Regions from separate parts of the Mus musculus genome. Here regions 1, 3, 4, 5, 6 and 7 are each linked to region 2. The links are chromatin contacts, called in public HiChIP or PLAC-seq and promoter capture Hi-C maps. All regions are on one chromosome and are shown on one strand. Each heading gives the region's core, a stretch centred on a gene start, on an enhancer-like site or on the middle of the called end of the contact. The rest is flanking DNA. Distances are from core to core; before and after follow the strand shown.

Region 1 (3,840 bases), core at 812-3,311, 620 kb before region 2:
TGTGGTTCCTATCCTAAATAGTAAAATTTAAGATAAGATCTAAAACAATGCCTCTTTATTAAAGCAGTAAAGCTTGCTTTAATAGGTATTCATAAGTATTAATTGGCATCCAAACTTCGTAATGGGATAGTAATGCTTCTAATATTGATTTTAAAGATGATAAATTGTTTTAAACTTGGGTTTTGCTTTCCCAAGGTTGTAGGTATTATCCTAACCTTGCACAAGAAACTTAAAAATTATGGTTAAAACTGCCAGAGTTCCACTGACTTCAGCCTGCAGTTTCATTGCAAATTTAAGATTTTCTACTCACCCATATATTGTTAATTAAGATTATTACAAGAGTAATCATCTTTTGAAAGCACTAATACAGCTCACTTCATACAAAACTGTGACAGAGTTATCTAGTTATGTTTGTCTTTGTGAATAGATTAGACAATCACTTTGGCTATAGTTGCTGCCTGGCAGGAAACTGCAGTACGGGCAATTTTTTCACAACACTAAAGTTGTGAAGAACATTTTAACTGTAAGTCATCTTAAGAAAGAGTATCAAACTTTAGAGGCGTAGACGGTTACATTGTTCCTCTAGAATTGGTCCTTATTACAGGAGGGCCAAGATGCTCAGATTAAAAAAAGTATTTTACCTTTGAGTCAATGCAGGGCTCTGGGCAGCCCCAGAGCGGCTTGTGGCCTTCTTGTGTTTTGCAAACAGTGCCTGAGAAAGTTTTTCCCTGTGTCCAAGAAAATTTCTTTTTAACAGTGTTGCAGATCTATTCAGATGTTTAAAATAATGCTTAAATTCAAAGAGTTTTGCTTCAGGTGAACTGTAATCACTAGAAAATTTTGCCTCTAGGTATGGCTAATGTAACTTTACCTTATGTAAGAAAAATTTTTATTGTTTCTGCTTCTATACTTGAAGCCAAGAGTTTTAATCTTTCAGTGTATATTGTTTCCTAAGTGGAAAGTATTTTATTAACTAATGCTTCTTAAAGGAAGTTTACCTTAAATCCTTGCTCTCACCCAAAGGATTCAGAGACAATCCTTTTATTACTTAGGGATTTCGCACAGTCTCTGCTCTGAAACAGCTTGCTTTTGAATTATTGTGCCTCAGGGAAGTATGAAATCTTTTCTGTAATGCCATTTGTAGCTTTAACTCAAGCATGAACTACACAGGAATAAACCTTCCCACGAAAAGATGGGAATTCTCAATACTCCAAGTTTCCAGTCTAACTTCTTTAATACATCGACCTCGTTTTACAGTGATATGAACATATTTCTGATACCTTTATATTCCAGGAGGAACGATCTCAGTGTTCTGCTTAGGAGAAGTGAGGGAAGTACAAGGCAGCTACCAGTAATGTTCAAGTATTATCAAATGTGAATGATGACAGGATCAGTGGAGACAGGAAAATCAATAAAGAACATCAAACCAAACACAGAGGGAAATTGAAGAGCCAGTACACACACCATTGTGATCCTAGGAGCTGTGCCCCTCCTCTTGGGAGAGATTCAGAGGAGGAAAGCAAGTGCTCAGAAAATACTTGGTGGTGACTCACTTTGATTTCTAATTCTGTCTTAAGTACCTGGGATGGTTTCGATAACATCTTAAAGAGATAATGCCCACTCTTACATTATCTTCCTTTTTCATATTTTAAGTAAACCATGAAAGCATTAATTTTCCACTCCGTAGTAAGATGCTAATAAGTAGAGATGTGCTTTTTAAAAAACCAAAAACAACAATAACAACAAAAAAGATCCGAGCTTTAAACTCACAATGTTTTAGAAGAGATAACAAGGAAATGCGATAAACATTACTGTGAAACTCAGCTCACAGGCTAACATCGCGTGCTGTGACCAAAGACTTTTTTTAAAGCCCAATTTCCCTGTGGCTGCCCACATGCTGCAGCCTGTTTTTTTCTAACTTCAGCTGCCCAGAGCTGGGCTGCAAGGCAGGCAATGCACAAGACCTCTTCTGTGGGTCCCTGTAAGTCCTTCCAACTGACTTGTGGGAAGTGTAGTCCCGTCCCTTGTGAGGTCATCAGAAAGGGCCCTCGGAATCGAGCTTCCTTAGTCTTTCTTCAAACTTCACTCCTCAAATGTATGCAGTTGTCCTCAGCACTACATCTGGATTTCTGACATGGAGGTTGGTGCAGGGAGCAGCGCCATCTTTCAGGTCTGAGGGGCTGTGCAGGGTGGCAGGTAGGGCACGGAGGGAGCTGGCTCGGGCTTATTGAGAGGCAAGAAGCTGCTGACCTGGAGATGCTGTGCTGACCTAGGCTGGGCCGCTGCGCCTGGGCACGGGTTTGAAGGGGAAAAGACTGAAAACAACAGGATGGCAAGGGCAGGCTGGGTCAGCTGCCTGCCTGTTCCTGAGATGCTGACAAGAGCGCACTCATCATTACCTAGCTGGCCCGTTCTCACGTGACTGTAGTCAGATTCTCAGGACATACAGAGCACTTGACATGTAGCACCCTCTATACGTTATGTCTTGGACACCACTCCTGGTTTGTGCTCAAACAGCTTCCTAAAGTTCCTAGTGTCCAAGGAGCAAGAATCCTGTGAGGGAGGGCAAACTGTTGTGTGGGATGTTAGTTCCTGTTCCTTTGGAACGAATTGTTAGACTCACGGATGCCCTGATTCAAATAAGATTTTCTAATAGACACCTTTGTGACCTGAATGCGACAATACATGGATATAAAACCACAAAATAATCTTGTAGTTGGTATGAACCAGTGTTTGCACAATCCAAATAAATAGGATTTTACACTAAAGATTAAAAATCACTAGACAATAATACCTCAACAATTCTGAGTATGTGTTGTGTCCAAAATTTTGACTCCTTTTCAGATGTGAGAGACTTGACTTGGTGTGATGAGAAATGGCAGGGGGGGCTAGAAAGTCTGAAAGGGAAGGGGGAAATGGCTCTGCTCATCTTCCAGGCTCTGTACATTGCACTCTAATCTGCAAGGATCTGTACATTGCTCTCTAATCTGCCAGAGTCTGTACATTGTTGTCTCTTCACTTGCTTTTCTTCTTTGTGTTCATGTTATCAGCATTGTCTGAACTCTCTTAAATTTTCCTTTATCCCTTAATGTGACATTCATGTTTACTGACACACCCTTCTTAATAGTTTTAGAAAAAATTCTCCCAAGTTTTTCAACTGTATTTGAAAAGCTGTAAGATAGAACTGGAGAGATGGCTCAGTGGTTAAGATATCTGGCTGTTCTTCCAAAGGTCCTGAGTTTAATTCCCAGCAACCACTTGGTGGCTCCCGACTATCTATAATTGGATCTGATGTTCTCTTCTGGTGTGTCAGCAAAAGAATGCTCAAAGAAAGAAAAGAAAGAAAGAAAGAAAGAAAGAAAGAAAGAAAGAAAGAAAGAAAGAAAGAAAGAAAAATACTTTCGGTCTTATGGTTTACACATAGTATGTTTATGATCATTCAAAAATGCACAGTTCTCCTCTTGAAAGGTTAAGAGAATAGTTTAGTACAGAGCAATTTGAGTAGCCATGATCTGAGGACATAGATTTAGTTTAAACCAAATTCCATACTCTAACATGGAATCAGTTTCATGATTGTACACTCAGGAAGAGTGAGAATCAAGCATCCTCCATTGGGCCCTCCTTTTTATTTAGTGTGTCTGGGTCTGTTGATTGTATCATGGATATCTTCGTAGCTAATATCCACTTATAAGTGAGTATATATTATGCATATCCTTTTGGTTCTGGGCTAAGTCACTCAGGAAGATGAAGTGCAAGTTTCTAGTTTCTTTAAATTCAGTTGTGTCACGTAATGTTTTGCTGGAAGCTGTCTCGTCAGAGGGCATGTGATGTTTTGCTGAG
Region 2 (4,293 bases), core at 316-2,815:
AGTGAGGTGGAGCCAAGCAGCCCCTCTTATAGTGGGCTGGCTATCTTTCTGTTGCTAGGTAACTGTGGGGCGGAGTCTAGCCAGAATGCCAGCAGCTTGGGACATTGTCTATGTCACTGATAGCCACAAGCCTCTCCTTTGGGGACTGTTGGGGGCGGTAACTTCGACAGGAGCTAGGGGTCCAGGAGACATGATCGAATGCCTTCTGTCCCATGTAGGTGAAAATTACCACCCACCGGGTCCCACCGGGGTTCAAGACCTAACTAAGTTCGACTGGAGACCAGGCTGTCTCTGTGCATAGCCCATTGCCCCACAATTGAATTCTAGAACAGTTTGAGTTTGAGATTTAGCAATGCCCTGTCATTGAGTTAGCAAAGACATTTTAAGATTAACTGCTTTGTGTGTCTGTGTTTTTTATCCAAAGATCCAGTATTCTCTAGGTGAGGGGCTGATAGCACTGCCTGTTCCCAGAGCTTAGGTGGGGTAGCAAAAGGTACATGTAACACTTTAGTATGCAAGTTTACTCAAAGCATATACATTCTGTGATCTCATTTTCTGAATCTGTTTTGTTTTTGAGTGGGGAGTCATGTATACCAAACATGTTTCAAACTTTCTATATGTCTATAGGTGACCTCGGACTCCTATTCCTATCTCCAGTAACCAACATCTGGGATTTTCAACATGTAAAACCACACTTGCTTCTATACAATCATCTTTAGTTTGAAGTTCCAGTTATTTGGACCAACACTTTTTCACATGTTCATTGTCTGTTTTCATTTCTCATTTTAAGAATTGTCTTCTCAAAATATTAGCTCATTTTTTTAATCCATGTTTGCCTTGTGATGTGAAACATTTTGGGGTGGGTGAGATAGCTCAGAGGTTAAGAGCACTAGCTGCTCTTCCGAGGGTCCTGAGTTCAAATACCAGCAACCACATGGTGGCTTACAACCATCCATAATGAGACCTGACTCCCTCTTCTGGTGTGTTTGAGGACAGCTACAGTGTACTTACATATAATAATAAATCTTTTTTAAAAACAAAACAAAAACAAACAAACAAACACAGCTGGGCAGTGGTGGCGCACACCTTTAATCCCAGCACTTGGGAGGCAGAGGCAGGAGGATTTCTGAGTTAGAGGCCAGCCTGGTTTGTAGAGTGAGTTCCAGGACAGCCAGAGCTATACAGAGAAACCCTGTCTGGAAAAACAAACCAAACCAAAGCAAAGCAAAACAAAAACAAAAACGAAACATTTTGTAGGAAGCAGGTTGAGTTTTAAAATCACAATATATGGACCCAAAGTATCCAGTACACATAATAAACAATGCTGTCAAAGGTTCAACCCATACTCATTTTGAAAATTTAAACGCGGTACCCTGACTCCCCGTGGCTATCCACCTTCAGAAGTGGCTTGTTTCTACCCATTCTCTTTGGCAAACAGCCTGACAGTAACTTGGGAACGTTTCAAATCACCTACCACGGCTTTGTGAAACTCGCTCGCAGAGAATTGTGGGAAATGTAGTCTCGTCCGCGGCGACGTCACAAACAGGGACTCTGGGAAGGGCGCTTCCGTGTTTCTTCTGCGCCTGTGTGTGTCTCCCTCTCTGGCGGTCTTCTCCAAAGTTGGGCCAGTGTCGGGTCCTGTGCGCGCTCTGGTAGCATCTCTGGCATGGAGGTTGGTCCCAGGATGTAGCGCAGCCAGAGGGACGTTGCGGGGTGGGCGGGTCCGCCTTGGAGGGAGGCGGGAAGAAGTTGAATGGGAGGTACTGTGGTGACCTAGGCTTGTCCATTCCGGTGCTGGTTAACGCTGGAGGAGGGATGGAGCTGGGAGTGGCCTCTCTTTTAAGGTGCCGTTGCCCTGTTCTGTCCTGCACTTCTGGGGCAGGAGAGCTGGCTCGGTAGCCTAGGAATGGAGAAGGGTGCCTGGCAGGGTGCATCTGCTGTCAGCTTGTGCCTGAGGTGTGGAAGCATGCCCTTAGCTGACACTGTCTCGATGGCTTCTGTTATCCGGAATTTAATAGATGTATATACAATGCAGTCCGATCAAATCCACCCCTACTGTCCCCTACTTCAACAGTACCAGGTATCTCCCAAAATGCTCCACTCCCAATTTCCTGTCCTGGTGGTTTTGTTTTTGTTTTATAACCCACTGAGTCCACTTAGTATTGCTCTAGTGTGCATACCTGTGTGTATGGGGCGGGGAAGGGAGGGCGCACAGGACATCCCCTAGAACGTGGACGCTCACTGGCCACACCTCCAAGCAAAATAAACAAACAAACAAACAAACAAAACGAATCTCTTTTTCAGTGGTCATGAATTCCAACCGATCCTTAGCTAAGGGTGGGGCCTTGTGAACCCCTCCCCTTTCCCTGTTGAAGTTTTGACTGACGTTATTTGTGTGTTATGCTGGTAACCATAGCTACCTTTTCCCCCTTCCTATTGCCATCCTTTTGTGTTTGTATTGGGATTTTGAGTCAGTTTCTTGTGTAGTCCAGGCTGCCCTGAAGTGTTCTGTGTAGCTGATAGTGACGTTAACTTCCGTTCCTCCTGACTTCTCCTCCTCTTTACTCCTCTGTGCCCTAGGAAGATGGCCATCTGTCACTTTGTTCTTTCCTTTGTGACTTGCCCCTTAAACCTTCTCTATTCTTTCAGATGACTATTAAGCCATAACTTATTGGTTAAGACAGGATCTAATTACTAATTTGCTTAGGAAATGGCAGAATTTCACTGGGTATATAAACAACATATGAGATGTAGAAAAGAAATTTGGAGATGCTCATATATTTATTTTAATTTATAAATATCAGTGAAGGATGCTTTGCTAAATATTGATCAAGACACCATGCCATGTTCCATTTATAGTGAGTTTGAGTGTTGTTTGTTTATTAACTGTTGGATTTCTTAAGTTGCCTCATAACCAGAGAATTTATATTAAGAAGAAAGACATATTATAGGGATGAAGGCATAAAAGTAGAATGTTAAGATCAAAACAAACTATGTAGCATGAAGACATTTCTTACATTTTGGCCATGTCCCAGGACTGAAGCTTAAGTGCTGACTGTATTCTGCTAAAAATATTTGTTGCTGTGCATTGGTATTTATGATCATTGTTCTTAGAGATGGGAAATATAACTCGTTCCATCTGTGGCATAGTGGGTAACACAACCAATAGCCTGATAACTTCCCTTACTCTACTAGGGACTTCTACTCATGTAAAGATGATTCTTTGCTTTTTGTCATAGAAAATAATGTTGGGATGATCTAGTATGAAGCAGAGATGGAGATTATTAAAACAGAGAAAGAATGAGTCAGTCAGGGAAAGAATGAGGTACCTCAGGAAGCATGGGTGTGAATTTCTCAGAGAAGTGTCTTTGCCATATCAATGTGTTGCATTTTGTTGGCTCTCGAGTTCGAATGCCAAGGGTCACTAAGGCTCAATTGAGGAAATGGCGCCATAAAGTCTGGCTGTGGGCCTGGGAACTGGGAACATGGGTGTTTTGACTTGTTGCTGCCTTGTTACCTCAAACTAGCAGGTGTATGGTCACAGCGCCACTCAGGGATTTTCATAGATGTTTGCACTTCTCTCTCTTCAATGGGATTCATGAATAGAAAAAGTTGTGATCCATAGAGTCTTCAGACTCTCCTTTCTGCACATAGTCACGCATTTACCTCTAATTTCTCAGTCAGTGACAGTGACCTTACTGTGAAGAGGTTGGGAAAATTCAAAATTCAAAACAAAATTCAGTGTGGTATGAGTTCAGATTATAGTAATCTAGAGTGGTTTCTATTAATAAATTCCTACTAGTGCAAAAAGATAAGACAACTGTGGCCATCTTAATCAAGTATCCTGAATCAAATAGAGAAAATAGTCTAAATCTAATATATTATACTGAAGTCTGTCCTAGACCATGGATTGTTAGAGTGGTGAAAACTGTATATACATGAGACTTAATCCCATGAAGTTCATATTTTTCCTGCAAAAATATGTGTGTAATGTATTACTGTAGATTATTCCTACTCTTTTGTTTGTGAATATCAGAAATAGTCTCATGTGTAATTAGAAAGTTAATGCAACCTTATTAATAATCCAGTGCCTTTTTGCATGGGCCATGTGCCCTGTATGTTTGTGCCCTCTGACTGAAAAGGGCCACAAGCAAGAACTAGTTATTCTGGCACCATTTTATTTAGATAAACGCAGTAGTAGTTTCATTGCTGTGGAAAAAATAGAGAGGAGATGGACCACATAGGTGCTGGGAGACGGTAAGTGTATAGGACTGAGCATTCTTACAGGAGACA
Region 3 (4,043 bases), core at 632-3,131, 780 kb before region 2:
TCCTGTTCAGCCCCTTTTCCTAGTAACGTGATTTTTTTCCCCTTTCGAGCCGAACAGGAGATACTCGAGTGGTCCACAGAGCCATATACATATCTCCAAAGATACTGCACAGAAAATGGGACTTTGTGTCCTTTCTTATGTTTGACAGTACTGAGTATGGCTGAGGAGAAGTCAGGGACACAGTATTCTTTCTTTCTCTCTTTTTTAAAGATTTATTTATTTATTTATTTATTTATTATATGTAAGTACCCTGTAGCTGCCTTCAGACACACCAGAAGAGGGCGCCAGATCTCATTACAGATGGTTGTGAGCCATCATGTGGTTGCTGGGAATTGAACTCAGGACCTTCGGAAGAGCAGACAATGCTCTTAACCACTGAGCCATCTCTTCAGCCCCCAGGGGACACAGTATTCTTATGGCCCTGGGAAAGAACTCAAAGCTGTAAAATGGCAGAGTGAAGATAAGGGAGCAACCAGGTAGAACTGAAGTTTCCAAGATAATCGAAATACATCTATCAGAATCTTCTGACTCTTCTGACAGGGATGCAAGTGTGGCCTAGTGGAAACGGGCTTGCCTAACATTCTTGAAGACTTGAGTTCATCCCCAATAAAGCAAAAGGACAAGCAGTAAAGCATCTTTAGAGTATCCTAGTACGACTGGTCACAGTAAGTGGGATGAGTCAAACTTCAAAAACCATGGCAAGGCACATAGCTGAATTAAAAAAATAAAATTAAGTTGAAAAAACAAAAGGAGATAATTATTTTTAGAAACAATGTTTCTTTAGCCATCGAATCATCCCCTTTAGGTTACCCGGAGGCATTGGGTGAAGAATTTGCCCTCTGGGGAGTGATGAGAGGCAATGCTCATTTCAAAGAAAACATGCATAATGTAAAAAGGTCACTTTCACTAAACCGTGGGGGCTAGGGGCCCACACCACCGTCTCTAGAAGTCTGGGGACCCCATGGTATCTTTCTGAGAGGGGCACCTCTGAGTTCCGAGTACTGTGCAACTCTAGCCGCCAGCGGCCACAGGTTACTAAGCTCCTGAAAGGAAAGCTGGATTGGATGGGAAAGGCGGCGAGAGAAATAACAGGTCAAGACAAAATTCTCTGATCAAGGCTCAACTTTAATTCTAGGGTCTGATTTTTAAAGGGGAGAGAACCCATCCCCCACTATGCCAGGATCTCGTTGAGTCGCTTTGTCAGGATCTGTCAGGAAAACAAGCTCAGCTGCTCAGCAGGTAGCTTCTTGCAGACAAAAGACTTGACAAAGGTCAGAAGACTCCACCCTAGGTGAACTAGGGAGTGAGGCAAACAAGGTCTAAGCCACCCTGCTCAAGGTGGCGGTGGTGGGGGGAGGGGGGCGGGCGGGCGGGGGGGGGGGGGCGGGTAGGGTAGAACGACAGCAACCTGGAGCTTCCCAGTCGCCCAGAGCAGACCCGCATAGTATTCGCTGAAGCAAAGTGTCGCATCTGTAGTGGGTCCCGCAGGGAAACTTGAATTCAACGCTACTTGACATTACTGAAGCTCTGACGCTTCTTAGAAAATATTACTGACTTAACAGGGTTTGGGGGGGGGGGGGGGGGAGTGTGGCTATGGTGTTGTAACCATCATTACCAGCAGGTGGAGACATTGTCACGTACTGACTCATTTTTAAAGCCAAGGAACTGAAAATGCAGAACTACTGGTAAAAGGACCAAGAGAATCTGAACAAGGGGGAAAATCGGTGGCAATTTACGGAAGTGATCTACCTCCCGAGGGAGCAAATTCAGTCCCACACTTGTGTACTGATTGCCACCACACTAGTAGGGAATCACTGCCCTCCTCCTAGGTGGGGCTCTGCTGGAGCCACTGCCTGCTCCTGTCAAACAGTCCCTGAGGGAGGAGTGAGGATGATTGCAGGAAAGACGGAAAGAAGAGACAAGAGACAGATAGGGAAGACTGTCCAGTGAGTACAGCAGCAGCGTGTTTAATGAGTTTAGCCTGTTTTATACCCCACAGTGCCGTGGGAAGCAAAACCACAAGCTCGCAGACACAATGGCTGACATATCCATAGGATATCTGTTCCCATCCAGATATCCTCTGGGAGCCTTCCTGCTCCTTCTACAAAGGTTAATCGGAAGTCCAGTCCCTCACCTTGAGCCTCAAGTGCATCTCCTCTTATCGTTCCATGCATCAGTAGGCCAGGAAATCTTCCACTCTGCAGAACATTCTGCCAGGCCACAAACTCTGTTCTGTTTTGACCCGGCCTAGCAGGCAAGGTTTTACTCTGCTAGAGAAGCAGGTAACTGGCTCCCGACAGGGCTCCTAGATCACAGGTGGTAAAGTCACAGCAAAAATTCTTCTCAAAACACCTCCATGAAATGCAAAGAAGCAGGTCCCTTTATTACCAAATCCCACAGTGATTCTCCCAGCTCAAAATGTAATCCTTTCTTGTGCCTGTGGTTAAAGGAAATAGAACAATACAAAAGGATGCAAACTTATTTTAGGCCAGCAGTGCAACACCTTCTCATTCCTAATGCCAGGTGTCACCTGAGGTCTTACCTTACTTTAATTTCCATAGACTGTAGTGCTCTGTACAGGCAGCAGATCCCAAAACAGGGAGAGAGAAGGTGACCTGGCACACATCAGAAAAGTTACCTCTGCTTTCTTGTGCAGAGGAATTTATGAAATGGTCAGAGACTGTGAGTCAGACTCCGAAGCAATACCACAGAGTTTAATGCTCACTCCTTCCTACTGGCAGCCCACTGTAATCTCACCTCTTGTTCACTCAGCTAGCTGGAGATAAAGCAAAGCCCACAGTTGGCAAGGTCTTTAGCACCTGGACTTCTTTCTTGGGCACAGTAGAGTTGATACAACAGCTCTAACCACACAGTTATGAGACTGTGTCCAGGCCAGTTTTGCTTCTCTGTATACCATCAGGCATTCCAGTTCTGGCTGTAGTGACACTGCGGATTCCTTCCCCACAATTCCCTGCAAGGAGTCTGAAGAACCTATTAGTTAAGATAATTTCAAGATTACTTTGCTCCAAGTCAGAAAAAAAAATACCTCTTATTCTATTACCTTTTCCACATCAAATTAGGGTGGTGGTGTGTCATCAGTGCTAAGGAAATCCAATCAAGATATTAAAAATTATACAAATAGTCAAAGACATTCCATCGATAAAATCTAAATTGGTGTGATTCATGGGCTAAATCCTCTTAAAGCTAACCTTTTGATGTCAAAAGCCTTGCTCCTGCAAGTTAAAAATCCAAGGACCGAAATTCATCCTCCCATCTGCTCTGTCTGTTCCAGGAGTTCTCTGCACCTGAGCAACTTCAGCAGCTCCCACATCTGCCCCTGAGCAACTTCAGCAGCTCCCACATCTGCCCCTGAGCAACTTCAGCAGCTCCCACATCTGCCCCTGAGCAACTTCAGCAGCTCCCACATCTGCCCCTGAGCAACTTCAGCAGCTCCCACATCTGCCCCTGAGCAACTTCAGCAGCTCCCACATCTGCCCCTGAGCAACTTCAGCAGCTCCCACATCTGCCCCTGAGCAACTTCAGCAGCTCCCACATCTGCCCCTGAGCAACTTCAGCAGCTCCCACATCTGCCCCTGAGCAACTTCAGCAGCTCCCACATCTGCCCCTGAGCAACTTCAGCAGCTCCCACATCTGCCCCTGAGCAACTTCAGCAGCTCCCACATCTGCCCCTGAGCAACTTCAGCAGCTCCCACATCTGCCCCTGAGCAACTTCAGCAGCTCCCACATCTGCCCCTGAGCAACTTCAGCAGCTCCCACATCTGCCCCTGAGCAACTTCAGCATGCTCCCACTACTGCCCCTGAGCAACTTCAGCATGCTCCCACATCTGCCCCTGAGCAACTTCAGCATGCTCCCACTACTGCCCCTGAGCAACTTCAGCATCCTCCCACATCTGCCCCTGAGCAACTTCAGCAGCTCCCACATCTGCCCCTGAGCAACTTCAGCAGCTCCCACATCTGCCCCTGAGCAACTTCAGCAGCTCCCACATCTGCCCCTGAGCAACTTCAGCAGCTCCCACATCTGC
Region 4 (3,766 bases), core at 577-3,076, 580 kb before region 2:
GAAGACAGACCCCCTTCTGCTGCCTGCAGATAAAAATGTAGACCTCTCATTTCTGCCTAAACCTTACCATGCTTTCTACCATGATGATATTGAACTGACTCTCTGAAAATGTAAGCCAGTTCCAATTAAATGTTTTCTTTCATAAGGGCTTATCCCTAACTAGCTTACAAGTAAAAGAGGTTCAGACTCGAGGTTATTTCATCTGGCTTTGACAAGTACTGGGGTTCAACCCCTAATTTACTCTTCCTCTAACTGCTTTCTTGGCTACCTTCCCAGTGGTGTACTTCAGATACTTAATGTTTCTCCCAGCCATGTACACCCCCCCCCCATGGCAGCTCATCCTCTTCACCCATTCTTCCTCCTTTTCCTGGCCTCTTTTCCTTCTCTCTCTTCTCCACCCCATACCACCTAACTCAAAAGCCACCTACTTCTAGTCCTTCCAGTAATAGGCTGTACCAAATTTGATTTAACTAATAGTTTTCAATCAAGGAACAAGGTTTGCACAACAGAACCTTTTAAATGTGAGAGGTCCATGGTAAGCTTAGACCTTCAGATATAAAATTTAGTATTACAATACATAGCAACATACCAAACCTCAACACATACACATATTGGAAAACTAACTATGCTCAGAAATGTTAAGTCCTTCTGGTTGTTGGCAATGCCCTTCACTACAGCCATCAGGGGGATGACAGACCACTCATGACCTCATTCTAAACAGACATGCCAATCAAATGTCCAGGTGAATGTACTGCTTGTTGACTCTAGTTTTTCTAAGTTAAGGAATCTGTTCTGATCCCTAGGCAAACACACTCCCTAGAGAAGAAAAATTGGAATGGGATTTTGCACAGTCTCTGCTCTGAAACAGCTTGGCTTTGAATTATTGTGCCTCAGGGAAGTATGAAGACTTTTCTGTAATGCCATTTGTAGCTTTAACTCAAGCATGAACTACACAGGAATAAACCTTCCCACGAAAAGATGGGAATTCTCCATACTCCAAGTTTCCAGTCTAACTTCTTTAATACATCGACCTCATTTTACAGTGATATGAACATATTTCTGATACCTTTGAATTCCAGGAGGAACTATCTCGGTGTTCTGTTTAGGAGAAGTGAGGGAAGTGCAAGGCAGCTACCAGTAATGTTCAAGTATTATCAAATGTGAATGATGACAGGATCAGTGGAGACAGGAAAATCAATAAGGAACATCAAACCAAACACAGAGGGAAATTGAAGAGCCAGTACACACACCATTGTGATCCAAGGAGCTCTGCCCCTCCTCTTGGGAGAGATTCAGAGGAGGAAAGCAAGTGCTCAGAAAACACTTCGTGGTGACTCAGTTTGATTTCTAATTCTGTCTTCAGCACCTGGGATGGTTTTGATAGCATATTAAAGAGATAATGCCCACTCCTACATTAACTTCCTGCTTTCATATTTTAAATAAACAATGAAAGCATGAATTTTCCATTCGGTAGTAATATTCCATAAGTAAATCTGTGCTTTAAAAAACCAAGGGGAAAAAAAAAAAAGAAAGAAAGATCGAAGCTTTAATCTCACAATGTTTTAGCAGAGATAACAAGGAAATGTGATAAACATTACTGTGAAACTCAGCTCACAGGCTAACATCGCTTGCTGTAACCAAAGACTTTTTTAAAAGCCCACTTTCCCTGTGGCTGCCCATGTGCTGCAGCTTAGTTCTTTCCAACTTCAGCTGCCCACAGCTGGACCGCAAGGCAGGCAATGCACAAGACATCTTAGGTGGGGTCCCTGTAAGTCCTTCCAACTGACTTGTGGGAAGTGTAGTCCTGGTTCCTGTTTCGTCATTAGAAAGGGCCATCGGACTCGAACTTCCTTATTCTTCCTTCAAACTTCACTCCTCAAATGTATGCAGTTGTCCTGCTCAGCGCTGCATCTGGATTTCTGAGATGGAGTTCGGTGCAGGGACCAGCGCCTTCTTTCAGGTCTGAGGGGCTGTGCAGGGTGGCAGGTAGGGCACGGAGGGAGCTGGCTCGGGCTTGTTGAGAGGCAGGAAGCTGCTGACCTGGAGATGCTGTGCTGACCTAAGCTGGGCCGCTGCGCCTGGGCACGGGTTTGAAGGGGAGAAGGTTGAAAACAACAGGATGGCAAGGGCAGGCTGGGTCTGCTGACTGCCTGTTCCCGAGATGCTGACGGGAGCGCACTCATCATTACCTAGCTGACCCGTTCTCACGTGACTGTAGTCAGATTCTCAGGGCATACAGAGCACTTGGACTTGTAGCGCCCTCTGTATGTTATGTCCTGGAGACTACTCCTGGTTTGAGCTCAAACAGCTTCCTAAAGTTCCTAGTGTCCAAGGAGCAAGAATCCTGTGAGGGAGGGCAAACTGTTGTGTGGGATGTTAGTTCCTGTTCCTTTGGAATGAATTGTTAGACTCACGGATGCCCTGATTCAAATCACATTTTCTGATAGACACCTTTGTGACCTGAATGCGACAATACATGGCTATAAAACCACAAAATAATCTTGTAGTTGGTATGAACCAGTGTTTGCACAATCCAAATAAATAGGATTTTACACTAAAGATTAAAAATCACTAGACAATAATACCTCAACAGTTCTGAGTATGTGTTGTGTCCAAAATTTTGACTCCTTTTCAGATGTGAGAGACGACTTGGGGTGATGAGAGATCACAGGGTGGCACTGGAAAGTCTGAAAGGGAAGGGGGAAATGCCTCTGCTCATCTGCCAGGCTCTGTGCATTGCTTTCTAATCTGCCAGACTCTGTACATTGTTGTCTCTTCACGTGCTTTTCTTCCTAGAGTTCACGTTATCAGCAGTGTCTGAACTCTTTTAAATTTTCTTTTGTCCCTCAATGTGACATTCAGGTTTAGTGACACACCCTTAATAGTTTTAGAAAGAATTCTCCAATTTTTTCAACTGTATTTGAAAAGCTGTAAGATAGGGAAGGAGAGATGGCTTATTGGTTAAGAGCATGCCTATTCTTCCAAAGGTCCTGAGTTTAATTCCAGCAACCACTTGTTGGCTCCCAACCGTCTATTATTGGATCTGATGTTCTCTTCTGGTATGTCAGCAAAAGAATGCTCATATAAATAAATAAATAAATATTTTGAAAAGTTGTAATATAAATTTCAAAAGCCGTGGCACTCTTGGGGTCTTATGATTTACACATAGTAGGTTTATGTTCATGTAAAAATGCACAGTTCTCCTCTTAAAGGGCTAAGAGAATTGTTTAGTCCACAGCTATTTGAGTAGCCATGATCTAAGAACATAGATTTAGTTTAAACCAAATTCCATACTCCAACATGGAACCAGTTTCATGGTTGTACAGAACAAATAATGTCATTGACCAAGGAAAATTTGAAATACATTGGTGTGAGTCTGATAGAGGCATGCACTATGAGACATTGGAGATATTTTCAATGTCTAAGATACCATCTGATGAGATTTTAGCTTTTGGATTGATAGAAGCTCATGTTCTGCCTAGTCAGTGGATTCTGGGAGGTTTTTATCTATTGTCACAAGCTGTGTGGCCGACTACAGAGTGAGGCAAGGACTGACCCTGAAGGTAAAACCAGCCCAAGGTAAGACAGCTAACCCTAAACCTGCAGAATTCCAGGCTCTGCCTCTCAGTGAACTTCCACGTGGGCCATCAGACTCTGCACCCACAGACTCCTTACAAGAGTTTTGCATTCACAGAATACACACAGGTTTTTTTGTCTGTTTGGTTTTTTGTTTTTGTTTTTTGTTTTCAGGATTTCTCCTCCACAG
Region 5 (4,084 bases), core at 896-3,395, 670 kb before region 2:
GAATTTAGTTTTCTTTCTTTCATCATTAGTGGAACCCCCTGAAACTCCTGCACTAATCGCTGTGATTTTTGCCTTTACTAAGTTGCAAAGCTGTCCTTTTAATCTCTACTTTGATTCACAATATGTAGTTAATCTTTTCCCAGCTATTGAAACCGCTACTCTGGTTCTAAACAAAGCTACCATATCTTCACTTTTATTTAAGTTACAACTTTTATTTCAAAACAGAACCTCCCTGTGTTTTTTATAAGTCATTTATGGACACGCATTTATCTGGGCCCTTGACAGAAGGCAATTGGCTAGCTGATCTTGCTATACAACCTTATATTTGTACAGCTTAGAGCAAGCAGAAGCATTATGCTATCAAGTAGTTTAACAAGACAGGCTGTCAGGCAAGAGCCATTTGTCCAGAAACCCATCATTCTTTGCCTACGGGAGTTAATCTCAGAGGACTCAGACCTAAGGATCTCTGGCAAATGGACATTATGAATGTTCCTTCTTTTAGCATACGTTCTTTTGTCCACGTTTGTGCAGGAACCTTCTCTCATGCCATAGTCACCTGGGCAAGGACAGTATTATTAGAAAACAAACTCATGCTCTGTAAGAATATTACCTACTCTCAACTACATAACAATCTCCTTCGCTTACTGTAAGTGAACATAGATTTTAGAGGAATTTGGTCAAATCTCACAGCTAATCCAGAATGTTTGTATGGGTGAAACTAAAATAATCAAGTTTTTATAAAATGATAGTATGTCTGATAAAGTTGAAACTGCCAACATGGTCTAAGGAAACATATAAGGCCTGAGAATCAGACTGTGGTAAACTCTCCCTAAGTATGCCTGGGCCCCTAATATCATGCTAAATGGGGCTTCCTGTATGTTCAGTTAGGTTCTGCATGTTCGTTTTGTTCCTATACCATATTAGTTCCTCCTCTTCCTCTTGAATTAACCAATCCCACTAGGAGGAAATGGAAACTGCAGAACAGTTGAGGGTGAATGCTGCATCCTCACAGATCAGCACCTCCCAGAGGAGTCAGTGCCCTCTCAGGTAGGTTTACATGTAACAGACACAAACATACATGCACACACACGCACATGCACATGTACACTGGAATCCTAGACATGTCCAGAAATGCTAAGGCCTTATGGTTGATGACAGTGCCCTTCACTGCAGCATTCAGGAGGAGTACAGACTAGTCATGACCTCATTCTAAACAGACATGCCAATCAAGTGTTCAGGTGAATGTACTGCTTGACTCTAGTTTCTCTAAGTGGAGCTGTATCCCTGGGTTAACACACTGCCTGGAATACAAGAATTGATAGGAACTTCACATAGTCTCTGTTCTGAATCAGTTTCCCTGTGAATCAGAATGCATCACAGAAACATGAAATCTTCCTTGTGATGGATGGGGTTCATACCTTTGTCTCAAGCATGAACTGCACAGGAATAAACTTTCCTAAAGAAGTGAGGGAAGTTCAAGACAGATACCAAATATTAAATAGTCTGAAACATGAATGATGGCATGATCAGGAGAGAGAGGAAATTCTATAAGGAACATCAAAGGGAACAAGGGAAATCCTATAGTGCACAGTGTACCAAAAGTCAGTAGACTCACCAGTGTGATCCCAGGAGCTCTGCGCCTCCTGCTGGGAGATGGGGAGGAGGAAAGCCTGTGCTCAGAGAACACCCGGTGGTGACTAGTTTTGATTTCCTGTTCTTCTGTCTTAAGCACCTGAGATGCTGCATGTCAGGCGGGATCACCAAGCGTGGTTTCATTAAAGAAATGCTCAGTCCTACATTACCTTCCTGCTTCCTTATTTTTAAGTAAAGCAGACCATGAAAGCATGATTTCCCATGTGTTAGTATGATTTCATAAGTAGATTTGAGCTTTAAAATCACGTTTTAGCAGAAATAACTAGCATGTATAATTAACATTACTGAGAAAGGCTCGACTCACAGGCTAACATCCCTTGCTGAGACCACAGCACTTCAAAAGAGCCCGAATGCCCTGTGGCTGCCCATGTGCCTGTTTCTTTCCAATTTCACTTGCTCACACTTAGGCAGGTACCCAGGCAGTGCACCGAACTCCTTTGGTGTGTTCCTGGAAGTCCTTTACACTGATTTGTGGGAGATGTAGTCCCAACAATTATGACGACTCCAGAAGGGGCCGTTGGTACCAAACTTCCGGATTCGTTCTTAAACCTTGCTTCTCCCCAAAGTTAATCGAGTGTCTTGGGTTTGGATCCCTGACATGGAGGTTGGTGCAGGGAGCAGTGCGGTCGTACAGATCTGAGGGACTGTGCAGGATGGCGGGTCAGGCGCGGAGGGAGCTGGCTCAGGCTGGTTGGGAGACGGGGGGGGGGGGGGGGCGGGGGGCGAGGGGGCCGCCGACCTGGAGGTACTGTGTTGACCTAGGATGGGCCACTGCCCCTAGGAGCAGGATTGGCCGGGAAGAATGTTAGAGACAAGGGGATGGCAAGGGCAGGCTGGGTCTGCTGACTGCCTGTGCGGAGATGCTGAAGGGAGCATTCTACTTTGCTCTGCCTAGCTGACCCTTACTCATGTGATTGTAGTCTGAGTCCCAGCACTTACAGAACTTCCGGAAGTTCCAGGGACAGAGAGTCTTGTGAGGGCGACTGTTGTGTGGGATGTTAGTTTCTTTTCTTTTGGAATGAATTGTTAGATTTATGGATGCCTCGGGTTGAGTAGGAATTCCTAATGTACACCTCTGTGACCTGAGTCGTCACAATACAAGGCTATGTAGCTACAGAATAATCTTGGAATTGTTTTGAACTTATGTTGGCACAATCCAAATAATTATGGATTTTACACTTAAGCTTAAAATCACTAGACAGCAGTGCCCCAATAATACTATCTGAGTATATTTATTTTTTCAAAATTTGGACTGCATTTCTGATAGGATAGTACACTTGTGTGATGAGAGAAAGATCGCAGGGAGGGGCTGGAATGCCTGAAAGGGAAGGGAGAAAATATCTCTGCTAATAGGCCAGGCTCTGAACATTGTTCTCTTACCACATGATTTACTTCTGTCTGTTCACATTATCAGCAGTGACTAATCTCTTCTAAAAGTACTCTGTCCCTCAATGTGGCTTTCTGGTTTACTGATGCTTCCTGGATAGTTCTAGAAAGGATTCCCCAAGTTTTTGTACTGTCTTTGAGAGACTGTAAGATAAATTTCAAAAGCTGTAGCACACTTGGGGGTCTTAAGGTTTACACATAGTAGGTTCCTGTTCATGCAAAATGCACAGTTCTCCTCTTGAAGGGTTAAGAGAATAGTTTAGCCCAGAGCCATTTAATTGGCCATGATCTGAGAAGACAGATTTAGTTTAGTGAAAATTCCATACTCCAACTTGGAAGCAGTTTCATGGTTTTACAGAACAAATAATGTCATTAGCCAAGTAAATTTTAAAATACATTGATGTGAGTCTGATAGAGGTATGTACTGTGAGACATGGGAGATGTTCTATTCACCAAAGATACCATTTGATGAGATTTTAGCTTTTGGACTGATAGAAGCTCATGTTCTGCCTAGTCAGTGGATTCTGGGAGTTTCTTTTAAACTATTGTCACAAGCTGTGTGGTCCACTACAGAGTAAGGTAATGACTGCCCTTGAAGAGAAAACCAGCCCAAGGTAAGGCAGCCAACCCTGAACCTGCAGAATTCCAGGCTCTGCCCCTCCGTGAACTTCCACATGGGCCACCAGTCTCTGCACACACAGACCCCTTACAAGAGTTTTGCATTCACAGTCAGACACTCATTTTTTTTTTTTGTTTTTGTGTTTGCTTTTTCAGGGTTTCTCCTCCACAGCCCCTCCCCCTATCTCAGGTGATCTTGCTTATATTGTCACTCTTCAGTCAAATCAAGAATTAGTGAGCCTGGCTCATGGCATTGAAGCTGACTCTAAGGAAGTATGGGCTTCAGACAACTCCGTCCTATCTACTGGGATTTTCAATGAGTTTGCAACCCTATCTAGATTAATAGACATTTCCTAGTTAATGTTGCTAATCTTTAGGAAAAATATAGGAGTATGTGAAGTCAGAATCCTGCCTTGTACATCAAAAC
Region 6 (3,807 bases), core at 654-3,153, 800 kb before region 2:
ATTCATTAAGACGGCTCCCTGCTGAGCTATGTCCTCTGCTCATTACACAGAGTCTGTTCCCTCTCTTCCTGCTGACACTGACAGACCAGGGACCTAAAATAGATCCTAATTATTTTCCATTACTCCTCTCTGTTCAAAGCTTTGCATGGTTGTTTTGACTGTGAGACCTCATTAACACGGAGCTCATTAAAACCACAGAGAATGGATGAATCCACAAGAACAAAACTTTGGTTGTGGTAAAGGTATAACGGGCACAAGGTATAAACAGGAAATAAATATGAAAGATGCCATTCTAGCTCTCAGTACAGAAACAATGCCACTCAGACAATACAGTAGGTGACAGTGGCTCCCAGGGTTACAGGGGCTTTCATCCATTGATGAAATCCTCACCTTAGGATCCCCAATTATGGACTTAGGGAAGACAGTTTTCTTTGCTCCTCTTCCCAGTGTGGCCATATTAAATCTCTCCCTTTCAGCTTTAAAAAGGGAGGGAGGGAGGGAGGGAGGGAGTGAGGGAGGGAGGGAGGGAGGGAGGGAGGGAGGGAGGGAGGGAGGGAGGGAGGGAGGGGTAAAGAAAGACACACTAGAAGATATTTTAAATTGCCAATAATATTTTTAAAGATTATTTATTTATTTATTTATCGTGTAGTCAGCATTCTTCCTGCATGTATGCTAGCAGGCCAGAAGAGGGCACCAATTCTCACTATAGATGCTTATGAGCCACTCTGAGCCACCATATGGATACTGGGAATTGAACTCTGGACCTCTGGAAGAGCAGCCAGTGCTCTTAAGCTCCGAGCCATCTCTCCAGCCCTGTTAATAATATTTTGAAATGGAGATACCTCAAGTGTCTTGTCATAAGAAGTATCTTGTGGCCTGAACAGGCAGTGACGCTATCTCGGTGGGCATGAGTGATCTCATTAGCATGTGTTATGATAGACTTCAACAAACAACACTGGATTTACATTCAATCTCTTTATAACCATCCTAAAAGATTTGAAAGACAAATGCATATTTCTTATAGAGAAAACATAGCTCCAAGGCCAACAGTTGTTATTCAAGGTCAAAACTCATAAATAAAAGGAAGGAAAACAGGGCTGGTCTGTTTTCTTGAACTTAATCTCCCCCCCCCCCCGCCGCCCCCCGCCACACCCACCTCCCATGCGCAACCGTGTTAAGATTTTTCTTTTTTTTTTTTTTTTCTTTTTTTTATGGCATCTCCACCAGATTTATTTTTAAAGGAATGACCTAAGGGAGAAAAAACTAGGGTACAGAAGTATGGGCTAGAAAATAAATACAAATGTAAGCTGTTTCACTAATTTTATAACCACAAACTTGTACAGAGAATGAGGCCCTCTACAGAACACAACAGGTTCAGACGAGGCGTTCCCTTAACAAGGCTGAAGATCCGGACTCTGGTATTTGACATTTAGGATGCAGTCAGTCCACGCTTTTACCCAGATTTGAAGAGAAGAATGGCCACCTGACCCAGGTAGAAGTAGACGAAGTGTTTGGTTTCGTACGTCACGTAACTACCGAAGTTCCGGCCCACAATGCAGTGCCAGGTGGGGTTGTACTTCTTGTCAAACTCCTTCTTGATATGGGCCGCAATATCCTTCTCTGTGCTGTACTTCTCCAGCGCCTGGATAGCACACCTCACCGAGTCCTGCTGCATCTCTTCCGACATGTCTACAGTTTTTATCACTGCCTTCCGATCGCACATGGTTACCGCGGAGCAGGGGCCAATCGGCCGCTGCGTGCCCCTAGGGAAGATGCTGGCGGTGCTCAAGCAGCAGCAGCAGACAGCCGGTCCCTGCTGAAGCCGAAGCCGTGGCGCATCTCTTAGCTAAATATTTAACTGTATGCGTTTGCTACCTTTTCTTTACCCCTTCAGGAGCCATTTGGTAGGTGGTTTATTTTGTCACAAAAAGCAAGAAACCGCCTCATTGTGACTGCACAATTACCCGCTGACCCTCTGAGGTGGGGAGCCGAACCCTGGAGACCTGGCTTTTCATGAATCAGAAATTCACATGTGTGAGGAAATGCAGTGGAAGCAGCAGACACTGCTGTTGCTTGAGGGAAATATTTTAAATGAACCGGCCTACTCTCCAATAAAATCAAAACTTTTTTTTTTTTTTTTTTTTGGTTTTTCGAGACGGGGTTTCTCTGTATATCCTTGGCTGTCCTGGAACTCACTTTGTAGACCAGGCTAGCCTCTAACTCAGACTCCCGAGTCCTGGGATTAAAGGCGTGCGCCACCACGCCCGGCGCACTGTGTCTATTTCACGAGGGGGAAAAATGAGCGTATTTCCCTAAGAAACTTCAGAAAGACTGATTTAAACACGCGGGACCTGATGAACCTCTAATGGCTTCATCTTAATTAGTTATACCTGTGATGCTCCTGTTTCCAAATACGGGCACACGCCGGAGCTCTGTGTTCATATTCCTGAAAGATTCAATTAACCCATAACATTTGCTGTCATACCTTGCTGACATGTTCGCAGCTGTGTTCACAGACCTGAAGATGGCACTGTGCATCAGCTGAAAACATTCTCAAACCACCCGCAACAGAAAAATCCGCACACTGCCCACAGCCCTGGCTAATACATGAAATTATATAAAGATTCAGATCATATTTCAATTTGAATTGGATGTACCTACGTTACCATTTTTCCCCCCATTTTACTTATTTGAAGCTTCTGGTTAATTGCAAGTTCCCAGACAAGGTTAAGAGAGCAAGATTTACCCACAGATATGCAAGAAAAATTTCCGAGCCTTTGCAAGTGACTCATGCCTGATACCCCCAACTTTATAACTACTATAAGCTCTTAGTTCTTATCATTTCTCAGCAGTAAATGGGGCCACTGATTAGCAGAAAAGAGCAATCTTCCTGGCTTTGGCAGCCCATTCAACTAATCACAGTACTTGGGAGGCAGAGGCAGGTGGATGGATCTCTGTGAGTTCAAGGCCAGCCGGGTCTACAGAGCCAGTTTTAGGACAGCTGGGGCTACAGAGAAAACCTATGTCAACAGAAACAAAACAGAACAAAACAAACAAACCAAAAACAAAGAGGAGGAGGAGGAGAGGAGGAGGAAGAGGAGGAAGAAGAGGAAGAGGAGGAGGAGGGAGAGGAGGAGGAAGAGGAAGAGGACAGACAGAAATAACAAATCTCTTCCCCATTCTGGGCCCCTTTTCCTTTCTAACTTTTACATTTAAAAACAAAGAGTTAATAGCAATTTAAGCACTTATTAATGTTTAATATGTTCACTATGGCACAGAATTCCAGGAAAAATATGTACATGTCTTATTAATTACATCTCTCAATGCTATCACCCAATGCTTAATAAAAAGCAACGAGAGGAGGAAGGGTTTATTCTGGCTTGCAGCTCAACAGGATTATTCCACCATGGTGGGAAGACAAGGCAGCAGGCAGGGATGATATGGTGGCAGGAAGTGCCAGGTCAGAGTACACATCACACACAGTAAGCAGAGCACAGACAGGAAGTAGGGCCAGCCTGTAAATCTCATGTTCCTGGCCCACCACCTCAGTACTGGCTGCTTTTGTGTGTCAACATGATACAAGTTAGAGTCATCAGAGAGAAAGGGCCCTCATTTGAGGAAATGACTCCATGAAATCCAATGGTAAGGCATTTTCTCAATTAGTGATCAACTGGGGAGGGCTCAGACTATTGTGGGTGGTGCCACCCCTTGGCAGGTGGTCCTGGGTTCTATAAGAGATCAGGCTGAGTAAACCAGGGGCAACAAGCCAGTAAGCAGCACCCCTCCTAGGACTCTGCATCAGCTCCT
Region 7 (4,355 bases), core at 74-2,573, 690 kb before region 2:
GTGTCAAATTGATATAAAACCCAGCACAATTTCTTTCTGGTGATGAAACAAAAAAAGAACAATCTGATCTTCCCACTCTCTCATCCAAGAAGTAATCTCATTGTGAATCAGTGACCATGGCACGAAAACAAACTCTTTCCTCTCGTGGGGTTTATCGTTGGGTCTCAGATGTTACCAGTACAGGAATACATACACACGAGATAGGGAGTCCCATCACTCCGTGGTGTCAGTCCAGCCCCTTTCTTGCAATGAGTTCATTCTGTATGATCAGGAACATATTTCTGATACCTTTGTATTAAAGGAAGATTCATTCCTGTGTTATGAGATGAGGGAATAGAGTGAACTTCAAGCAAAAAACAAAACAAAACAAAAGAACCTTTAAGTACTTCCACATGAATGGGAGTAATGTAAGGAGTCCAGAAAGAGACTGGAAGTTGAATAGGGCAGATCCGAAGTAATACAGAGAGAAATCTTATGATGAGTGTTGGATAGTGGGTCAGGAGTCAGTTCACACACCATACTGATTCCAAGACCAGTTTTCCTCTAACTGGGAGAGGAGCCAGGAAGAACATTTGGTGGTGAATAGTTGTATGAGATTGTGAAAGAGAATCTGGTGAAGCTCTCTCAAATGTTAAATTGTTTACACGGATATCGGAGGAACGTGTGGACAAGGGGACTAAGGACAGATGAAAATCTCAAAGGGTTTCTGGGACTTATAGGTAAGAGACATCTGTGTTCCCTAGTCCACGCCCCAAACCGTGGATTTCAGTGTACACATCAAATCTGTTCGGTTATTTTTTTTTCCTCTTTGATTTAGTGTCATAATGGGTATTAAACCAAGGCCTCCTTCACTCCAGGCAAGTGCTTCACCAGTGAGTAGCCCCCATCTCTTTTGGTACTGTGTAATTTGGGACATAGACTTGTGATTCTTCTGTCTCAAACCCCAGAGTAGCTGAGATTTCAGAATATTTCCAGGAAACTTGGTTTCAAAAACTATCCTAAAGAGTTTGTGGTGTGCCCTAAAGTAGCTTCTTGCTCCGTTATTTTAAAGTAAAATTGACTCAATGTGATTTTTTTTCTGCCCCCCATAAGATTCTAGGAACCCCTGAGCTTTTTAAGTCACAGCATTGATCAGAGTAAGAAGTAAATCTAATACATATTACCGTTAAAGGCTGGACTCATATTCTCAAAATGCCCTTTGTAAATTTGGGATTTTTAAAAGCAGCCTAATTCCAGTTACATACAATCCATGCGCTTTAAATTCTTTGCCTTCTTTGGTTCCGGGTAGTCCTTCGCGTAGACTTCTGGGAAATGTAGTCTCTCTCTCTCTTTCTGTATGACCCCGCTAGACAGGACTCTGCTCTCTGTGCTTCCGGGTTCTTTTTACGTTTGTGATTCTCCAAACTCTGCGGTGTTCTCAAAGTTGGGACAGTGTGGCTTGTTCTTCGCGCTTAACATGAAGGTTGGTCCCGGGTGCAGCCTAGACTTGCAAATCCAGGAACTCTGCGGGTAGGCGGGTCCGGCGTGCAGGGAGCGGGGGAGGGCTGGGCAGGAGGCGGAGAGAAGCCCATTTGGATGTGCAGTGCAGATCTAGGCTTAGGGGTGGCTTGGCTGACCATGCCAGAGACAGGCTGTGATGAAAGCTCACACAGCACCTTGGCTGGGGAAGCTTGCTGTTACTAGCTTTCACATTGCTGTTGTCAGATCCCTCAGGAAATCTAGAGCAAGTGGGTTTTTCTGAGCCCTCCCATATTCTATGACAGGCCCAGGACTCTTGTTTTGAGTTCGTGTGGCTCATAGTTTCCAGGACAGTGAGTTCTGGCGGGGGAGTTTGGTGTATGGGATGTTCGTCCCGTTTTCTTTGTGATAAATTGTTTTCAGGGCGGCTCACTTTGGATAGGAATCACTCCTTTACCCACTGTGACAGAACCCTCACATTCACACACCTGTATGAGGCAAAAAAAAAAAAAAAAAAAAATTCTCATCGAGGGGGCACTCTGAGCTTTGTACCTTCCCAGCTATCACTGATCCTACAACACTGCAGAGTGGAAAATACTAGAGAATATTACCACATACAATTGCACCAGAGACTGCGATGTCAGAAATTTGGACTCCTTTTGTGAAAGGAGAGATAAGTTGCCCAGGTATTTGTATTGTGTGGAAAGATTGAGAGATGGGGTTGAAGAAATGTGGCTCACTAAAGGTCTTGTGATTGTATACAACAGTCTGCTCCCCATGGCATTTGTATACAGCCAGCTGCTCACCCCGTGCTTTGTATACAGCCTTTGCTCACTCTGTCCTTTGTGCTGTTTTTGCCACACTTCAGTCAAATTGATTTGTGTGCTGGAGACTGACTTACAGCATTCAAATCTATACCTAAGAAGCATGGGCTTTAAACTACATTATCATAATACCAGTATTTTCTATGTATTATCTAACTATAATTACAATAATATGGACACTTTCTAGTCAATGCCATTAATGTTCAGGAAACTAAGAACATGTCATTTTACATTTTATGGTGTGAAAAGTACATTTTCTTGTACCTTAGATCCCGTTTCTTAGAAGGTAGAGGTGATACAGCAAAATGCTTATATCACAGGTCACACATGCATGCATTTAATATATACATATACACATTTATATTTAATATATTTATCAAACAGACCTATTTAAAAGAAAATGTCAAATTTAAGGTTACGTGTGCTACCTAAGATTATCAAAAATAATTTATTTTTTAAATAGAGGCACTTGTTTCTCTAGCAAAGGAACATTGTTCAGCCCCCACCAGGCACACAGTGGTTCATAATTGTCTATAACTGCAGTTCCAGGGAACCAATAACATCTTCTGGTCTCCAGGGTAACCATGTGGTGCACCATCATACAAGATGGCAACAACATATGCACAAAAATAAAAATAAATGACTTAAAAAGTTAAACATCACGAGGCCTAGAGAGTTAGCTCTGGGGTTGAGAGCTCTTGTGGTTTTTGTCTAAGTTTGCATATAATATATAGTGTATAAGTTTCAGTAAGTATAAAATAATATGATTTCATGAGGTTTGGTATTCGTTTTCCTTATCTCGCCCTTCCTCTCCATCTGTATGGACCTCCTTTCTTCTTGCCAATTGAAACCCCCTCCAGGTTTATTCTACCCTTTCTCCATCTGTGTTGACCTCCCACCATTTTCCCAGTTGACCCCCCTTCCCCGTAGGTTTTCCCTTTCCCACTTCAGATCACCTGTGTCCTGCTACGCATTTCTCATGCCCCTCCCCACATGCTCCCTTTATACTTCCCTGATTTCCATGGTTACTTCATGCTATATTACTCACATCTGAAAATTTGGAGCTAGAAAGAACTGCTGCAGACTGCTCAGGGAACACCCGTGACTTTGCATTGTGCCGTCATCATCAGGAAATCTTTTGACAGGCTGCAGAAGGTCTTGCAAAGCAAGGAAAGTAGAGGCGCTACATTGGTTCACATGTATATGCACTTATGTGCAGCGTAGTCCAGTTGAGCCTCAGAACAGGGGGGATTGTCTGTGACAATATGAATGGGATTATTACTTCAGACCTGGAAAGGCAAGTAAAAGATGATCTTAGCCATAGAGAGACTCCAAAGAAATAAATCTCACAGAATTTGGAAATAACACAGGTGTCTCCAATGGGCCAGTGATCTGAGGGAGAGAGGCACAGGAAGTATTGGCCAGCGTGTGCACAATGGAGTCAGGTAGGAGTATGACACTTAGGGTACTATTGCACAGAATCGTGACTGTGTGTGACAGTCCTGTAGTGTGTATTTCAGAAGCCTGGAAGACAGGCTTTTAAGCAATTTAAATGTAAAATTATTTGTTTCAATAAGAATGTAACCAACATTACATACCAATTTAGAACCATTTCTAGCTCTCCCCTCACCTTGCACAAAAGGTGACTTTATGCTTGCTGACTTTGGTATTAACATCATTAATTGTTCTATTTGTGTAATTTATACTATTCATTTATTTCTATTTCAGGACCTTCTGTCATTCACAGATGTGGCCATTGATTTCTCTGCAGATGAGTGTGAATGTCTGGACTCTGCTCAGTGGAATTTGTATAAGGAAGTGATGTTGGAGAATTACAGCAACCTTGTGTTCCTGGGTGAGGATCACTTCCATTGTGAACTCTTTTTCACTGTCAGCATGGGACTGCTTGCCTGTCTTTGAAGAATAGTTCATGGGAGCTTGTGCTTTTAACTAGCTCCTCCCTCCCTCCCTCCCTCCCTCCCTTCCTTCCTTCCTTCTTTCTCCCTACTACTTTTGGTTTTTCAAGTCAGGGTATCTCTGTGTGCTACTGGCTTTCCTGGACTTGCTCTGTAG

What was found. Promoter capture Hi-C pulls out the DNA fragments that hold promoters and counts their contacts. HiChIP or PLAC-seq counts read pairs in DNA pulled down with a chosen protein or histone mark. Capture Hi-C pulls out chosen DNA fragments and counts their contacts.
Region 1: a contact with region 2 is called in an H3K4me3 HiChIP or PLAC-seq map of bone marrow-derived macrophages, with 8 times the contacts expected there. The contact joins the promoter of Zfp738 here to the promoter of Zfp712 in region 2. A contact is called at or near these places in 4 of 39 promoter capture datasets (the C10 cell line, cranial neural crest, neutrophils and 1 more), 1 of 484 Hi-C or Micro-C datasets (uterus), 2 of 115 datasets of contacts at active chromatin or transcription factors (astrocytes and bone marrow-derived macrophages) and 1 of 9 other capture datasets (adipose tissue).
Region 3: a contact with region 2 is called in a promoter capture Hi-C map of embryonic stem cells, with 3 times the contacts expected there. The contact joins the enhancer-like site here to the promoter of Zfp712 in region 2. A contact is called at or near these places in 13 of 39 promoter capture datasets (the C10 cell line, cranial neural crest, embryonic stem cells and 8 more), 2 of 484 Hi-C or Micro-C datasets (neural stem cells and neurons), 6 of 115 datasets of contacts at active chromatin or transcription factors (astrocytes, bone marrow-derived macrophages, embryonic stem cells and 2 more) and 3 of 9 other capture datasets (adipose tissue, liver and pancreatic islet).
Region 4: a promoter capture Hi-C map of adipose tissue shows a contact between it and region 2, with 7 times the contacts expected there. The contact joins the promoter of Zfp729a here to the promoter of Zfp712 in region 2. A contact is called at or near these places in 3 of 39 promoter capture datasets (the C10 cell line, hippocampal neurons and pre-B cells), 1 of 484 Hi-C or Micro-C datasets (B cells), 2 of 115 datasets of contacts at active chromatin or transcription factors (astrocytes and cardiomyocytes) and 4 of 9 other capture datasets (adipose tissue, liver, macrophages and 1 more).
Region 5: a promoter capture Hi-C map of adipose tissue shows a contact between it and region 2, with 4 times the contacts expected there. The contact joins the promoter of Zfp65 here to the promoter of Zfp712 in region 2. A contact is called at or near these places in 13 of 39 promoter capture datasets (the C10 cell line, the HPC-7 cell line, HPC-7-derived erythroid cells and 9 more), 9 of 484 Hi-C or Micro-C datasets (CD4 T cells, the G1E-ER4 cell line, cardiomyocytes and 5 more), 6 of 115 datasets of contacts at active chromatin or transcription factors (bone marrow-derived macrophages, cardiomyocytes, embryonic stem cells and 2 more) and 3 of 9 other capture datasets (adipose tissue, liver and macrophages).
Region 6: a promoter capture Hi-C map of embryonic stem cells shows a contact between it and region 2, with 4 times the contacts expected there. The contact joins the promoter of BC048507 here to the promoter of Zfp712 in region 2. A contact is called at or near these places in 19 of 39 promoter capture datasets (the 3T3-L1 cell line, the C10 cell line, the HPC-7 cell line and 11 more) and 1 of 115 datasets of contacts at active chromatin or transcription factors (bone marrow-derived macrophages).
Region 7: a contact with region 2 is called in a promoter capture Hi-C map of the HPC-7 cell line. The contact joins the promoter of Zfp85 here to the promoter of Zfp712 in region 2. A contact is called at or near these places in 13 of 39 promoter capture datasets (the 3T3-L1 cell line, 3T3-L1-derived adipocytes, the C10 cell line and 9 more), 5 of 484 Hi-C or Micro-C datasets (the G1E-ER4 cell line, brain, cerebral cortex and 1 more), 8 of 115 datasets of contacts at active chromatin or transcription factors (astrocytes, bone marrow-derived macrophages, embryonic stem cells and 2 more) and 2 of 9 other capture datasets (adipose tissue and liver).

Annotation. Positions count from the first base shown.
Region 1 is chr13:67,681,733-67,685,572 of GRCm38.p6, reverse strand. Zfp738 (zinc finger protein 738) reads left to right here and starts at 2,061. Exons shown (of 4, transcript NM_001001187.3): 1 at 2,061-2,170. The coding sequence starts at 2,135.
Region 2 is chr13:67,058,442-67,062,734 of GRCm38.p6, reverse strand. It overlaps Zfp712 (zinc finger protein 712), which reads left to right and starts at 1,565. Exons shown (of 4, transcript NM_001166218.1): 1 at 1,565-1,672. The coding sequence starts at 1,667.
Region 3 is chr13:67,841,944-67,845,986 of GRCm38.p6, reverse strand. Gm10037 (predicted gene 10037) reads right to left here. Exons shown (of 4, transcript NM_001309374.1): 4 at 2,695-2,991. The coding sequence ends at 2,917. Among named protein-coding and RNA genes, the nearest start is that of Gm10037, 13 kb to the right of the region's middle. Within about 2 kb of position 1,881, at least 66 of the 459 cell types and tissues checked have an H3K27ac peak or open chromatin away from gene starts, as enhancers often do. A contact at or near this core is called in adipose tissue, bone marrow-derived macrophages, embryonic stem cells and 3 more, where this site is marked.
Region 4 is chr13:67,635,841-67,639,606 of GRCm38.p6, reverse strand. It overlaps Zfp729a (zinc finger protein 729a), which reads left to right and starts at 1,826. Exons shown (of 4, transcript NM_183146.4): 1 at 1,826-1,960. The coding sequence starts at 1,925.
Region 5 is chr13:67,727,234-67,731,317 of GRCm38.p6, reverse strand. Zfp65 (zinc finger protein 65) reads left to right here and starts at 2,145. Exons shown (of 4, transcript NM_145622.2): 1 at 2,145-2,257. The coding sequence starts at 2,252. Zfp85os (zinc finger protein 85, opposite strand) reads right to left here and starts at 2,056. Exons shown (of 3, transcript NR_027969.1): 1 at 1,616-2,056.
Region 6 is chr13:67,861,422-67,865,228 of GRCm38.p6, reverse strand. It overlaps BC048507 (cDNA sequence BC048507), which reads right to left and starts at 1,903. Exons shown (of 1, transcript NM_001001185.3): 1 at 1,306-1,903. The coding sequence starts at 1,723. The coding sequence ends at 1,454.
Region 7 is chr13:67,752,170-67,756,524 of GRCm38.p6, reverse strand. It overlaps Zfp85 (zinc finger protein 85), which reads left to right and starts at 1,323. Exons shown (of 4, transcript NM_001001130.3): 1 at 1,323-1,462; 2 at 4,011-4,137. The coding sequence starts at 1,457. Zfp85os (zinc finger protein 85, opposite strand) reads right to left here. Exons shown (of 3, transcript NR_027969.1): 2 at 3,331-3,537; 3 at 1-1,946.